Linked DNA regions of Zea mays: region 2 is linked to region 1. Evidence: chromatin contacts called from public Hi-C data. All regions are on one chromosome and are shown on one strand. The core of a region is the stretch at or near the end of the contact, and the rest is flanking DNA. Distances in the headings are between cores, read along the strand shown.

Evidence for each region. Hi-C and Micro-C count contacts between places; a contact is called where the count stands out from the background.
Region 2: a contact with region 1 is called in a Hi-C map of root tip, with 4 times the contacts expected there. The contact joins the promoter of LOC103626280 here to the promoter of LOC100276163 in region 1. A contact is called at or near these places in 3 of 25 Hi-C or Micro-C datasets (ear and root tip).

The regions. Positions count from the first base shown.
Region 1 is chr5:43,414,768-43,421,208 of Zm-B73-REFERENCE-NAM-5.0, reverse strand. LOC100276163 reads left to right here and starts at 4,563. Exons shown (of 2, transcript NM_001150015.2): 1 at 4,563-5,093; 2 at 5,246-5,982. The coding sequence starts at 4,630. The coding sequence ends at 5,813. LOC100279314 (decaprenyl-diphosphate synthase subunit 1) reads right to left here. Exons shown (of 13, transcript NM_001152335.1): 13 at 3,291-3,955.
Region 2 is chr5:43,578,069-43,584,662 of Zm-B73-REFERENCE-NAM-5.0, reverse strand. It overlaps LOC103626280 (solanesyl-diphosphate synthase 1, mitochondrial), which reads right to left and starts at 4,424. Exons shown (of 11, transcript XM_008646669.4): 1 at 4,146-4,424; 2 at 2,248-2,322. The coding sequence starts at 4,283.

The DNA.
Region 1 (6,441 bases), core at 3,314-5,813:
TTCATTGTGATCAAACTCACTTGTAATTGAGGCAAGAGACACCAATCTTGTGGTGGTCCTTGTGGGAACTTTGTGTTCCAAGTGATTGAGAAGAGAAAGCTCACTCGGTCCGAGAGACCGTTTGAGAGAGGGAAAGGGTTGAAAGAGACCCGGTCTTTGTGACCACCTCAACGGGGAGTAGGTTTGCGAGAACCGAACCTCGGTAAAACAAATCCACGTGTCACACTCCTTATTCGCTTGCGATTTGTTTTGCACCCTCTCTCGCGGACTCGATTATATTTATAACACTAACCCGGCTTGTAGTTGTGATTATTTTGAGAATTTCAGTTTCTCCCTATTCACCCCCCTCTAGGCGACTTTCACTAGGTAGATCTACAGTTGATGCCACGTCGCCCATAGGATGGGAGGAGCGGAGTGGAGCTCGTGTCGGAGCGAAAGACGAGTGAGCTTGCAGACGGGCTCCCGGTCCCTTTTGGTGACGAGGTCTAGAGTTGGGTAGACTCGATGCAACTTTTATCACCTAGTGAGCATCCTTATCCAGAGACAAGCGCCCTAATCCTCCTCGCTGGTGGCGGTGCAACGGCGGAAGAAGCGGTCGGAGGTTGTTGCGAAATGGACGGGGTTTGTTGCTAGAGCGACAGATGTGAGAATGTTGTTGTGCGAATAAATAGGATAGGGATGGGATATGATCTGGTACCACGGGTTGATTTTGAAAAAATACAAGGAGTTCTTTGTAAAAAGATGATGCAAGACGACCGATGAAACTGATGCTTTAATATAGTAGAGATGTACTATGGTTAAAATAACTCTAATAAAGTTAATACATGATCGTCACAGAAGACCCCATGTGTTATATTATATAGCGTACCATAGCATATATATGATGTTTAGTTTGAGCATTGAGCTAGTCCATCATCTTTTCATTACTCATTTTTTGTTTGGTTTATGGAATGGAATGGGTTGATCTATCACTACCCCATTTCTTATAGTTAGTTAGTTAGTAATAATATGAAGAAATGAGATCATCATACCAAATTTAAGAAATAAACTCGTGAAGCATCACCTCATTTTAGATAGAATGATTTTTCAAACCAAACACTCTAATAGTCTCTTTTATTGAGCTCCTAAAAAAATTTGTTTCATCAGGAAATAAAAAATATTTTCTCTAGGAAAAATTCCTTTGAGATTTAGAATATCTGCGAAATGTGTCTTAACTAGTACTTAGTCTCGTTTCATGAGATCACCACATTCCAGGCTTCCATTCCATAGTCTTATTTTCATGCAAATTTCCTCTAGCCGATGCATGAACTTTACAGGTCTGCCTCACCTTTGCACATACTCACGAAGGCATCCTTGCAAAGAAAACCTCGTGAACTTCGTTTCTAGGGCCAATCTGGGAACCAAACTGACTAAACTAATCTCACAAAACTGCGCCAGAGCACACGAGCATGCACAGGATTGGACGAAAGGTGAGGTTAACATGAGCAATGCAGATAGTTTTGCAGTGTCTTGCATGAATTCTTCAGTTACTGCCAGCACCAACTGCAGGGTGAGCCTCTGCCGTTTGGGCTGCCAGAGCCGCCTATTAGTATTCCTTTGCGATGATTGTGTATAAGTATATAAAAGTGAAAAAGGAGAAAGCTATAGTTTGGTCTCATGTACATACATACATGTGTGTAAAGCTGAGCTCTTGCTTCTTTTAAAGCCTGGAAAGCTTAGCAATTTGCAGGCACGGTTTGGTCTCCCCTCTGCTCCCAACATTGCTAGCTGGTGGTCCACATGCACTCTTGCGATGGAAGGAGGTATCAGAAGCTCAAAAGTCCATGGTGTTCCATTCCTCTGCCACTAATGCATGTTGCTAGTTTGTGGTGCATCATCATGAGCTTGTCTCTCAAAGCTGCGTAACAGGTAGTATGCCGATTTGCTCGACATGTTCTCCATGGATCATTAACAATCTACAAAGCTAGATTTGAATCCCCTCTGCAGGCATATTCAGTGTCTCACCTGAAGATGCACACCTAAAATGTTCGTCCTTTTGCCCTTTTCTTTTTTCTTCTTTCAAAAAAGGGAAATGAAAAAAAAACATATGTAGAGGCGAGTCATATAAATACATGCACAAGGAGTGCGCATATGAATTTCAGGCGAAAGATTTCGTCTTTTAGTTATGTTGAACCTACACTAGTTAGCTCCATGACGTCCCCACAAATTGCAGTGGTTATCATGGCGCTTTGCGTAGATTGCTCTCCTGCTCGCCTTCTTTACGCTTCTTTTCAGGAATCAGCTTGAGCACAAAAGCCCCAGCCTGCTGCGGCGCTGCTCCACCTTTGCTCGCACAAATATTGGCGCCGCGAGCTTTTGCAGCCGGCGAGGGGGACACCGGCGAATCATGCGCATCACCGCCGCCCCCTCGCTCCGATCGTTGCCTGGCCTGCTCACGCCTTGTGGGACACCGAATCATTCCCGTCCTTGATCCTGTCTGTGTCTGCTGCCCCTGCAACTGCAAGAAGCTGCCTGCTGGGCTGCTGGCACCGGCCGAGCTACGCCGCCACTGTTCTTGCTGCAACCTACCTGAATCTGAAAGGATCACCACATTTTTTTACCAAATCAGTATTTTAAGCCGTTTTTAACTGTTTTTTTTTATTCATCGTTAGATGTTGAGAGCCTTACAGTTACAGGTATGGCAAAGCTCTTCTGACAGAGCATGAACACGAATCTCAAGGCCAGTTATTCTTGCTTCATTAATTACAACCGATGATGCGGCTACGTATTCATACTTTATAGCCACCAAGGCTAATAATCGATTACCCAAACAAACTACTAACGCACTTGATAAAATCTAGAGCCTCATTTTTTTCACTCTGAAATGTCTTTTATGTTTGTCTGTGAATGAAAAAACTCCGGAAAGTGCATGTATGCGTGTGGAGTCAAGCTCGACATTTGACTGGGATTCATGATGGGCAATGAATGGACAGACATACTTGATCAGTTGATCTGCATGCTCTGAATTTGGGACTGACTGACTGATCATAGGAAGAACACAGCGGGGTCCAGTCCAGCAGGCTGCAGTAAAAGTAAAATATGTTCCTTTTTTCAAAGGAAGGATCTCAGTTTTTTATGCCTGAAATAAGCTGACAAACATCCATGTCTAATTTGCTTAGTATTTCTGATGCAGATGGTTTTGAGCATGCTGAGCTGTTGTGGATCCGTGGAGATATAGCATGCATGATCTCCATAGATCATACAAATACAGGGAGGCACAGTTGTATGTGGATCTGGGATTGCAGGGTAGTAACTTAAATAAACATCCATGTGATTCTGGCCAAGATTTTGCTGGAGTTTTTAAACATGCGCGATGTATAGGGGCATCTGCAGTCACAAGTTGTAGCTCACTTTTAGTACCCCAAGCTTACAGCTTTAAGCACACTCCACATGATTTGCAGCCTAATGGTGAGCTGCTCCTGAGTTGTAGTGCCTCAAGTTGCTAGTGTTGTTTAAACCTGAGGCAGACACACTATGCTTGGTGTTAATTTGGTCCAAAAAGGAAAAGGTTTGCCTGATGCTAGAGTGATTAACCACTTTGATCTGTCTCTACCTAGTAGCCTTTTCCATGGACACTGGATTGGTCCTAGACTGTTCAGCTTTCAGATGGATAATTATTCGATAGCACATCTAAATTCTAAACGTAGTGATAACATGGTTGAGTGCTACACAGTGCAAGAGCACCAAAATAAATAAAACACACACAAAAAAGTAGTAGTGTGAAGTGGAACAGGGAGTGCATTTATAAAAAAAATAACATGCATGAGAATGAAGAGTGAGGAGTTTGGAAGAATGAGGGCATGTATCAGCCACCATGATGCTCTGTCTACAAAGAGGGTAGCAGAACACAATCATCCCACATCACATGCCTCCTCCCCTCCAAAAGGTAATGTCAATCAATCCATTGGCTACTCACCTGTTGCACACAGCATTATTCATCTAATTATCATATCCCAGACTACATCAACAGCTAAGCAACATAAAACAAAACCTGTCAATAGAGAGATTGGCTAGTGTGCTATGCATAGCACGGCTGTATGTGCTACATCATAAACCGTAGGCAAAAGTTGCGTAAATGTGTGTACGAACCAGCGTAACTACAGTACAGGATTAGCAAAGCTGTTACACATGATTATGGCCATTTGAGTACTTCATCATGCATGCTTTCAAAGTTTGACTGGCTACATTTAACCATGTGTTTATGTATGTACGTGTATGGTATAACAGACACTACTGTTGGGAAGAACTACTTTCACCAGATGGAGGCAAAACAAAGCACCAGTTTCAGAAAACAATTCAGCTTAATCCCTACAGCAGGAAATTAGTTGGGGGGTCAACATGTGCAGTTTGAAAAGATGCTAACAGTACATGTTCGTACCGTTTCTGTACCTACAAACAGAGATGCATTCATGCATGCAGAACGAGCTACTAGTATATATACACATGCATCTGACGAAACAAAAAGCGTCAAGCTATTTCCTGCTTGGCCTATATATATAGCTAGCTCCATCGCTCTCCTTTGCATAAAGATCACCACCTCCATTCGCACGCACAAAGCTCTCTAGCTCGCAGATAAGCCAGAGAGAAAGGATGGACGAGTCGTGGAGGTGCACGATGGGCTCGGTGCTGCCGAGGCAGCGGTCGTCGGACCAGCACGCCGCCGGCCACCAGAACCTAGCCCCCGACGACTTCCGGGACGTGTACGGTGGGCCACCTCGCACGGTGCTCCTCCGCAGCTTCGGCGGCGAGGCGGTTGACTACCACTCCCCGACGGGCCACGGCCACCAGTACACGAGCTACGGCGGTGCCGAGGCCTTCTGTCGCCGGCCTTACGCCAACGGGCGCGCGGCGGCCGTGCCCACGGAGCAGGGCTTCTTCGACGACATCTTCGGCGCCCGTCGTCACATGAGGTCGAGGTCGAGTTCCAAGTCCAAGTCATCGTCGGCGGTCAGCTCCGACGAGTTCCCATCCGCCGGCTTCTGCCGGCCGGTGGCCACCGCCGGCGGCGGCAGCCGCGCAGACGCCACGCTCTCCTCCTTCACATCTAGGCTCAGGTAGGAGCTCATTGAATGACTGATTGACAGTCGTGCCAGTGGAGAAGCTGGACGATGAAAAATGCTTCACAAAATGCCTAATACAAAGCATGCATCGGGATCATCTTTATTAATGCTAATTAAGATGATTGCGGCCGCTGTATACATGGCAGGCCGGTGACGATCCCTTCGCGGCGATATGACTCGTCGCCGCCATCGACGTCGACGAGAGGGGAGTACTACCAGAGCAGCTCCACGTGCTCGACGGCCCCGTACCCGGCAGCTCGCTACTACTACGGCGACGACGCCAAGGCCGCCGGCAGCAGGTCGAACCACAGCAGAGCCGGCGGCGACGGGTCGGCAGCAACGCGACACCACCGGAACCACCGAGGGGGCAGCAGCTTCTGTTGCTTCACGTCGAACCCGGAGACCAGCAGCAATGCGACCAGCTTCCGGCAGGCAGCACGCGGGGCGCAGTCACCGGCCGCCGAGACCACCATCACCGACTACTCAGGCGCTGACTACGGGTACTACTACTCGCCGCCGTCAGCCACGTCGTCGTCGCTCTTCACCAACCCGCTGGCTAGGGCACCGCGGCGACTGGAGGAGGTAGTGATGGAGGTGAGGGAGCGGGCGCCGCTGCTGATGGACGACGGCGACGACATCGACAGCGTCGGCGCTGCTGCGGTGGATGAGGCGATTGCATGGGCCAAAGAGAGATTCTGGAGCCAGGCCCGTTAGACCTTGAATCATGATGATGCGTCAGGTCAATCAACGGCGCCATTTTGTAACGTCCATTCATTATTGAATACATTTCAGTTTGCAACGCTCCATCGTTATGGCATAGGCCATGTACAGTGACGTTTATGTGACTGTTTGGTTCACATAATGGATAACCAATAACGTAAAATCATGTTTATTTAAATCCAACTATAATCAAATACCACACTAGAAATAAATACCGGCCTATTCAAACTTGTTACCGCCGGTATTCAGGTGTGAATCATTATCATTTACGTTACATTTTATGAACCAAACGGCATCCTAATATACAGGCTTTTAAGGTGTCTAAAGATGTTTTTTGCAAAAAAAAAATGTGGAGTCGTCTCTATATAAAGATACGTCTCTGGCTCGTAACTTAAGTAGCAACAGACACCTCACTTGTACGAATTCATCAATTGTTTTATCGATTCGATGCTATACAAGTGCATTTAGGGCCCGTTTGGTTACTTTAGTCCAGAGACTAAAATTTAGTTAGTAGACTAAAGTTTAGTCTCTGCCATGTTTGCTTCTAGAGACGAAAAGTATTCAAAATGCATTAAATGAACCATAAGAGGACTAAAATATCCTTTAGCATTCTTACGCCATT
Region 2 (6,594 bases), core at 3,175-5,674, 160 kb before region 1:
GTCGAGTGTATTTCTAGACTTTCGATCCAGTCTCAACATCTATACAGGATAGAGTTGTGACTGGGGGGGTGTTAGTGTACCCGTTTAGGGTTTGGGGTTCTACTCGTGTCTCACCCCTGTAATGGGCCATGCCCACCTAACACAATCTATTAATACATCACCCAACCCCTCATTAGGGTTAGGGTTTCCCAGATATAGAAACCGTAGCAATGTATGGGCAACTGACTAGTATATATACACATGTCTACCCTGATTTAGGGTTTAGGGGTTCCCACTAACAACCATTGTTCTATGGAGTTCGATTCCTGGGGACTCACCATATGGGATCTTACCACTCCTGTCATGGTCGCCTGATGCGATAGTTCGGAACCACTATATCCTATTCTCTTTCCTGCTCCACCTCCCTTATCTCGTGTTCCTACACCCTACGCCCCCGCTGCTACTGCCTCTGCCTACACTTGGCATCGTCGTCTTGGGCACCCTGGTCTCGATGTCCTCTCCAGACTCTCAGGCGCCTCGACCATCACTTGCCCCGGCAGCACCGATGCCTCATTTTGCCATGCCTGTTAACTTGGTCGTCACACTCGCTTACCCTTCCGTTATTCCATGTCTCGCACTACTCACCTCTTCGACCTCGTCCACTGTGAATTTGGACATCTCCAGTTACAAGTACTATCTAGTCATCCTGGAAGACTTCTCTCCCTACCTATGGACCTTTCCCTTCCACCGCAAGTTTGACACCTTCACCAGTCTATCTCCCTTCTTTGTATGGGTGTCCACTCAGTTTGGTCACATCATTCGGAGTGTTCAATGTGATAATGAGCGAGAGTTTGATAAGTCCACATCTCGTACCTTCTTTCTCACCCATGGTGTGCAGCTGCGAGTGTCATGTCTTCCCACCTCCCCTCAGAGCGGTCGGACCGAGCACATGATTCGCACTGCCACTAATATGTTGTGTTGCCAACTCCTCCAGCTTTTCCCTAATTCGAGGTCGTCTTTTCCCTCCATGACTCTTCCCCACCTCCCGACCTCGATCCCTAATTGATGCTGATTTTGTCAATGTACCTTCTCTTCCCCTGCCCTCTTACGTGCCACGCATGGCCCCGTCGCCTGCGCCATGACCACACGTGACCCCGTCGTCTTTGCCTGCACCATGCGCGACCCCGTTACCTCTGCTCATGCCGCATGCAGCCCAATAACATCGTCATCTTCACCTGTGCCACACGCGACCTCGCTTGTCTGAACACCTTTGGCTCGCTTCACTGATCCCGCCCTCGTCTAACAACAGCATGTGCGGCCCGATCCACAAGTCCTCTCCAACGACAACCGACCCCATGCCCTGGCCCGCTCCCGTGACGAGCCACTGGTGCACCACCCTATCGCCATCCACAACGACCCCCGCCATGTCCAACCGATGGTCACTCGCCACTCGGTCGGTGTTCTCCGACCAGTTGACTGGTTGTTGCTCACGTGCACACCTCGTGGGAGGCCTACCTCACCGCTGTCAAGCGGATTCTTCGCTACCTCCACGGCACCCTCGATTACACCCTTCTTCAGCCCACTTCGACTTCTAAGTTGGTCATCTAAACCGACGCTGATTGGGTCAGCTGCCCTGACACGCGTTGGTCCACGTCTGGCTACACCGTGTTCCTTGGCACCAACCTTGTCTCCTGGTCCTCGAAGCGGCAGCCTGTTGTCTCTTGTTCCAGTGTCAAGACCGAGTAACACACTATGGCCAACGGCTTGGCTGAGGCATCCTAGCTCAGTTAGCTGCTCAATGAGCTCCACAGCCTCATGTGCGCCACACTCGTCTACTGCGACAACATCAGCACGGTCTACCTCTTCACCAATCTCGTGCAACACCAGTGCACGAAGCACGTGGAGATAGATCTTTACTTCGTCCGCGAGCGTGTCGCCATCGGTGATGTCTGTGTCCTCCACGTCCCGACCACTTCACAGTTCGCCGACATCTTCACCAAGGGGCTACCATCCATGATGATCTCGGAGTTTCTGTCCAATCTCAACATCTGTCCAGGCTAGAGTTATGACTGCGGGGGATGTTGGATTATTGTATCTGTGTCTATGTAGTTGGACTTTGACCTAACTCATACTCTATTAATATATATACACATGCCTACCCTAATTTAGAGTTAGGGTTCCCACTACATCTTTTCTGCCAGTAGTCCATAGGAGTACTACACCGATGAATAGACGAGTTCTGCTGAACAGGATCAACTGCTTACTGACCTCAGCAGACACCATGAATCGTAACCGATTTACAAGAAGTGATACCTCATCGGCGACTAATTCAAATGGATCTTGCTGTTCCTGAGAACATTTACAAAATTAGACTCTTCATACTATATTACAGCAAAAAAAACTTCCACATTTCAAACAAAATAAAAGGCCGAGGATAAATCCAGAACAGATTAAAGGCTTGTTTGGTTGTCTCCCCATGCACTTACCTGGCCAGACACGATTCTCAGGCATTGGATTTCAGTCGCCTAGGGCTGAGATCATTGCCTGGCCAGCTAGCTTCCTGGTAGGGCACCATCCAAACATCCCCTAAGAGCCAGTTTGGTAGAGCTCCTCCTCTAGATTCTCGACGGAAGCTGATTCTCTGTGAGAAGTGATTCTTTGATTGAAACTGATTCTCTAGGATAAACTCTACTTATACAAAAAAATCCTGTGTGTAAATTGAATCAGGAGAAGCTAATTTTTTCAGCGCCCAGCCTCCTAGTTCATTTCATAGAATCACTTAACAGAACCAGTAAAGAATCACTCCTCATTACTGTTTGGCAGAGCTTCTCCTGGATTCAACCTAGAAGCTGCTTTGGAAGCTCTGCCAAACTCACCCTAAGATAATCTTTGATTAATGCCAAAAACAACATCAAAGCCTTATTGTTGCAATATGAATGAAACTTTCTTTCAAGTCGAACATCAAATAAAACAGTTCAAATGATGAAAAGAAAATCAATTTATCCTGTACAAGAGCACAATGTGTTCTTTGCCATATTAGCATAGTCAAACTCAAACCAGGAACAGTATCTTAGTACCTGGGTGCATTACATGTTTTTTATGAATTAACAACTGAAAGTCATTTCACCCCTTTGTTGATCTGGAGATGGACGAACAGCATATCTATAAAAAGGAATCATATTGGGTCTATAATCTTTATAGAAGCTTTCTCATATGATAACTAATGTAGGGTGATAATATCCAAGATAGGCTTAAGATGAGAAGCCATCGATTGACACTGCATTAGAAAAAAAGATACCCACAGTGCTACAGACAAGAGATGTAATAGCAACAAGATGCAGTCAACTAAATAATGTGACACACAATGACTTTCTCTACTATATTAAAACATTAGTTTCAATGGTTGTTCCGCGTCATCCTTCCCGCTTAATGCAAAAACAAAGTAAAATTGTGTAAAATGGGGGTTCGAATCTTGTTTGTTGTTTTCACATTCACAACCACCTAACAAATACAATACATATATTTTTATGTCTTATTAAAACAAAGTCTACTCATATGATATATAGAAATCATAGCATGACGGGCAACTAACTAGTGTGAATTTATGTTCAACTATCATTTCCTACTTCATTTTAAAATTATGCCCTGCCCTAACCCTTTGAAAGAAAAAGGCAGAAGTGATCATTTCACACTAAATGAGAAGCACGAAACGAATGATTACAAAGATAATGCCTCAACTTCCTGATCCATGGAGGCCCCGTTCTGGCGAACCTGGTATTGGGCATCATGCAACCATCTAGAGCTCACGAGAGCAACACCTCTGCAACCAGTCACATTCTAAACGATACAGAATGTACAGACTACAGAGCCTGTATCAGCGCAACCGAAAAGCCGGACTTTTCCCATACCACGAACTGCATGGCCACATATGAAAGACCGGTTGCTATTCGTTGTGATTTACGGGACTAGAGAGCGTATTAACGAGGGCAAACTCGCGCCAATGCGATCACTAGAAGCGCAACCCCAAACGGTTTCTACCGGGGCGCGGCACAAGCAGCGCAAACACAACGCGGACTGTGGCTGGCAGCTCGGCCGCCAACCAGCACCAGCAGGCACCAGCTGCACCAGCACAGGGTAAAGTATGGGAAGGGAACGGGGGAGTGGACCTTGCTCCGAATCTGGGAGGCGAGGGGCATGTGGTGGTGGTGCCGACCCAGGAGGCCAGTGCCACCGCCGGCCGACGAGGTGGGCAGGAGCCTCTGCGCCTGGGCGACATGGCGCGCGAAAGCCCACCGCCAAGACATGCTTCAGTTGCTCCCGAGATCGGAGGCAGGGAGGATGAGCTGGAGAAAAGGTGACGCAAAGGGCGGCGGCCGATTTTTCTTTCATTGTGTATTTTAGTTTTTTTCTTTTTCAAAATTTCATGTTTACAACTCGGCCCTTTTGGTATGGCTCTGCGTTCTGTGCAAATGACTTATATAGAGAAGAGAGAGTTGTTTTACATTTCATTTGACAAAATAACTTCTCTTTTATTTTCTAGTGATGTATGAGAAAAATGTGGAAAGAGCCCCTAGAAACCATATTTTTTTATGCTTTATCTCCTAACAAGAAAACAGTTTTGGCTTTTAAAGTGCTCCCATGAATCATTTTTTTAGCGTTCGGCAGGGCTTCACGGTGAGTTAGAGCTGAAACCCCCCAAAAAACAATGTCAAAGAGGCCTTAAAGCAAGTTTGGAAATTTAAATCCCCACCTACGTTGAAGAAGATGGTGAAAAATGAACTAGTTTAAGGATTCGGCAGGACTTTAGCTTTTATAAAAATAGTTTTTGGCTCTGGCTTCTTCGCGCGTGTAGCTTTTCTGGGGAGCCAAAGCCCTTATCAAAAAAACCGTTTAGCAACATGGCTTTATATTGTTTTTCAAAATAAATTTTAGATAATTTTTTTTCAAACAACATGAACAGACAACTATTTCAACAAAAAAACTCTTGTACTTTCAGACCCAAGTAGTCTGGTGGATATGGACGGAACTAGTTCGGTCGTGCTCTGCATCACCATGTTGCATGCGCCATGGCGTCCTTGGGCCTAGATGGCCGGCTCACGGCCTCACGGGTACTCTTTGCGTCCACAGAGAAGGTGAAGCAGGAGGCCAAGCCGCGCACGGCTGGCTGCTGTAGGTTCAGGTCCGGTCGGACCACCGGAATTCACCTGTCCCGACTCCCGATGCATACGGACGAAAACGGGATGGGTACCCGAAACGGATATCAAATACGGGTATGAAAACGAGACGTAATTTTGATACGGATACGGGTATTTTGTTTATCGGGACGGATACAGGTATTACTCGGATATTGAACCTCGGATACGGGTAGGATATGAAATCACTAATACCCGATCAATACCTGAAAATCCCGAGTCGAATATGGTACCCGGAATTCGGATATCCGTTTTTTCTTTTTCTGCATAATATAGTTATAAAATCATAACTTTTACATATGAAATCGGATGAAGATAAAGTTTATATGAAAATTGTAGAGCTTGAAGAGATCTATGACTTTGTAATACATCATTTTTTTGTTTAAACATATATTTTAGACCAAAATCATTGAAATAATGTCCAAATTTATATTAAATTAATAGACTTTATCATTTTTATGTGGGTGCTTAAGGTTATCTCCATGTGGGAACTTAAGGTTATCTTTTTATAGACTATTTATTAGTATTGGTAACTTATTTGTATTTTTCGGTCGATACTACAATATTTTAATGATTTAATTGTATTTTGATGATTTTCTATGACAAGAAATTAATAATACATAAATAGCCTAAAAAATCGTGAAATTTTACGGAGATACAACATATGTCCATATGTAACCATAAAAATATTTAGATCATAAGATCTATAAGATGCCCACGTTTTTTTCCTTTCACTTTCACTTATTTGTATGAGTTACATGTGAAATCAGTGTAAGTATCCAAGTTTCAACATAATCAGTACTTCACTTCATTAATTTCATACGAGGACTTGAGTTATCTTCATATAAAATGTTTATTAGTTTTTGTAACTTATTTGCAATTTTTGAGTGAAACTAGAATATTTTATGAATTTTAAATATTGCGGTGTTGGTTCTACAATGTCCTTGTGATAAGCAACTTTGAACTGCATGATGTCAATTTTACCGGTTTCCTTTCTTACATCTGATCTATCATATACATGATTATGTATTGCTTAACTTCAGTGATTTCAAGTCGTCTGACTAATTGCGATTAGTCGCAATTAGTCGGGCTAATCGGTTCTGTTAGCACGACTAGGGAGGGCGGCCCGATCTGCTCGATTAATCGTTTGGTCGTCCGATTAGTCGTCGACTAAACGCGACTAGTCGTCCAATTTGGGTGGGGCGATTAGTTGCCCTGGACTCCTAGTTTAGGTCAATAGTAAGTCTGCACTTGGCATTTATATAGTAACTAGTAAGTCTGCAACTCTGCATCATATGAATTATTGAGTTAGTGACTACTAAGTAGTAATTGATGTTCAATTGTTCATGTTCTGAAATCTGCAATCTGAATTCTGTCTTCCAGTATTCATATTTGCTATGTTTGGTAATTGGTATTGCTTCCT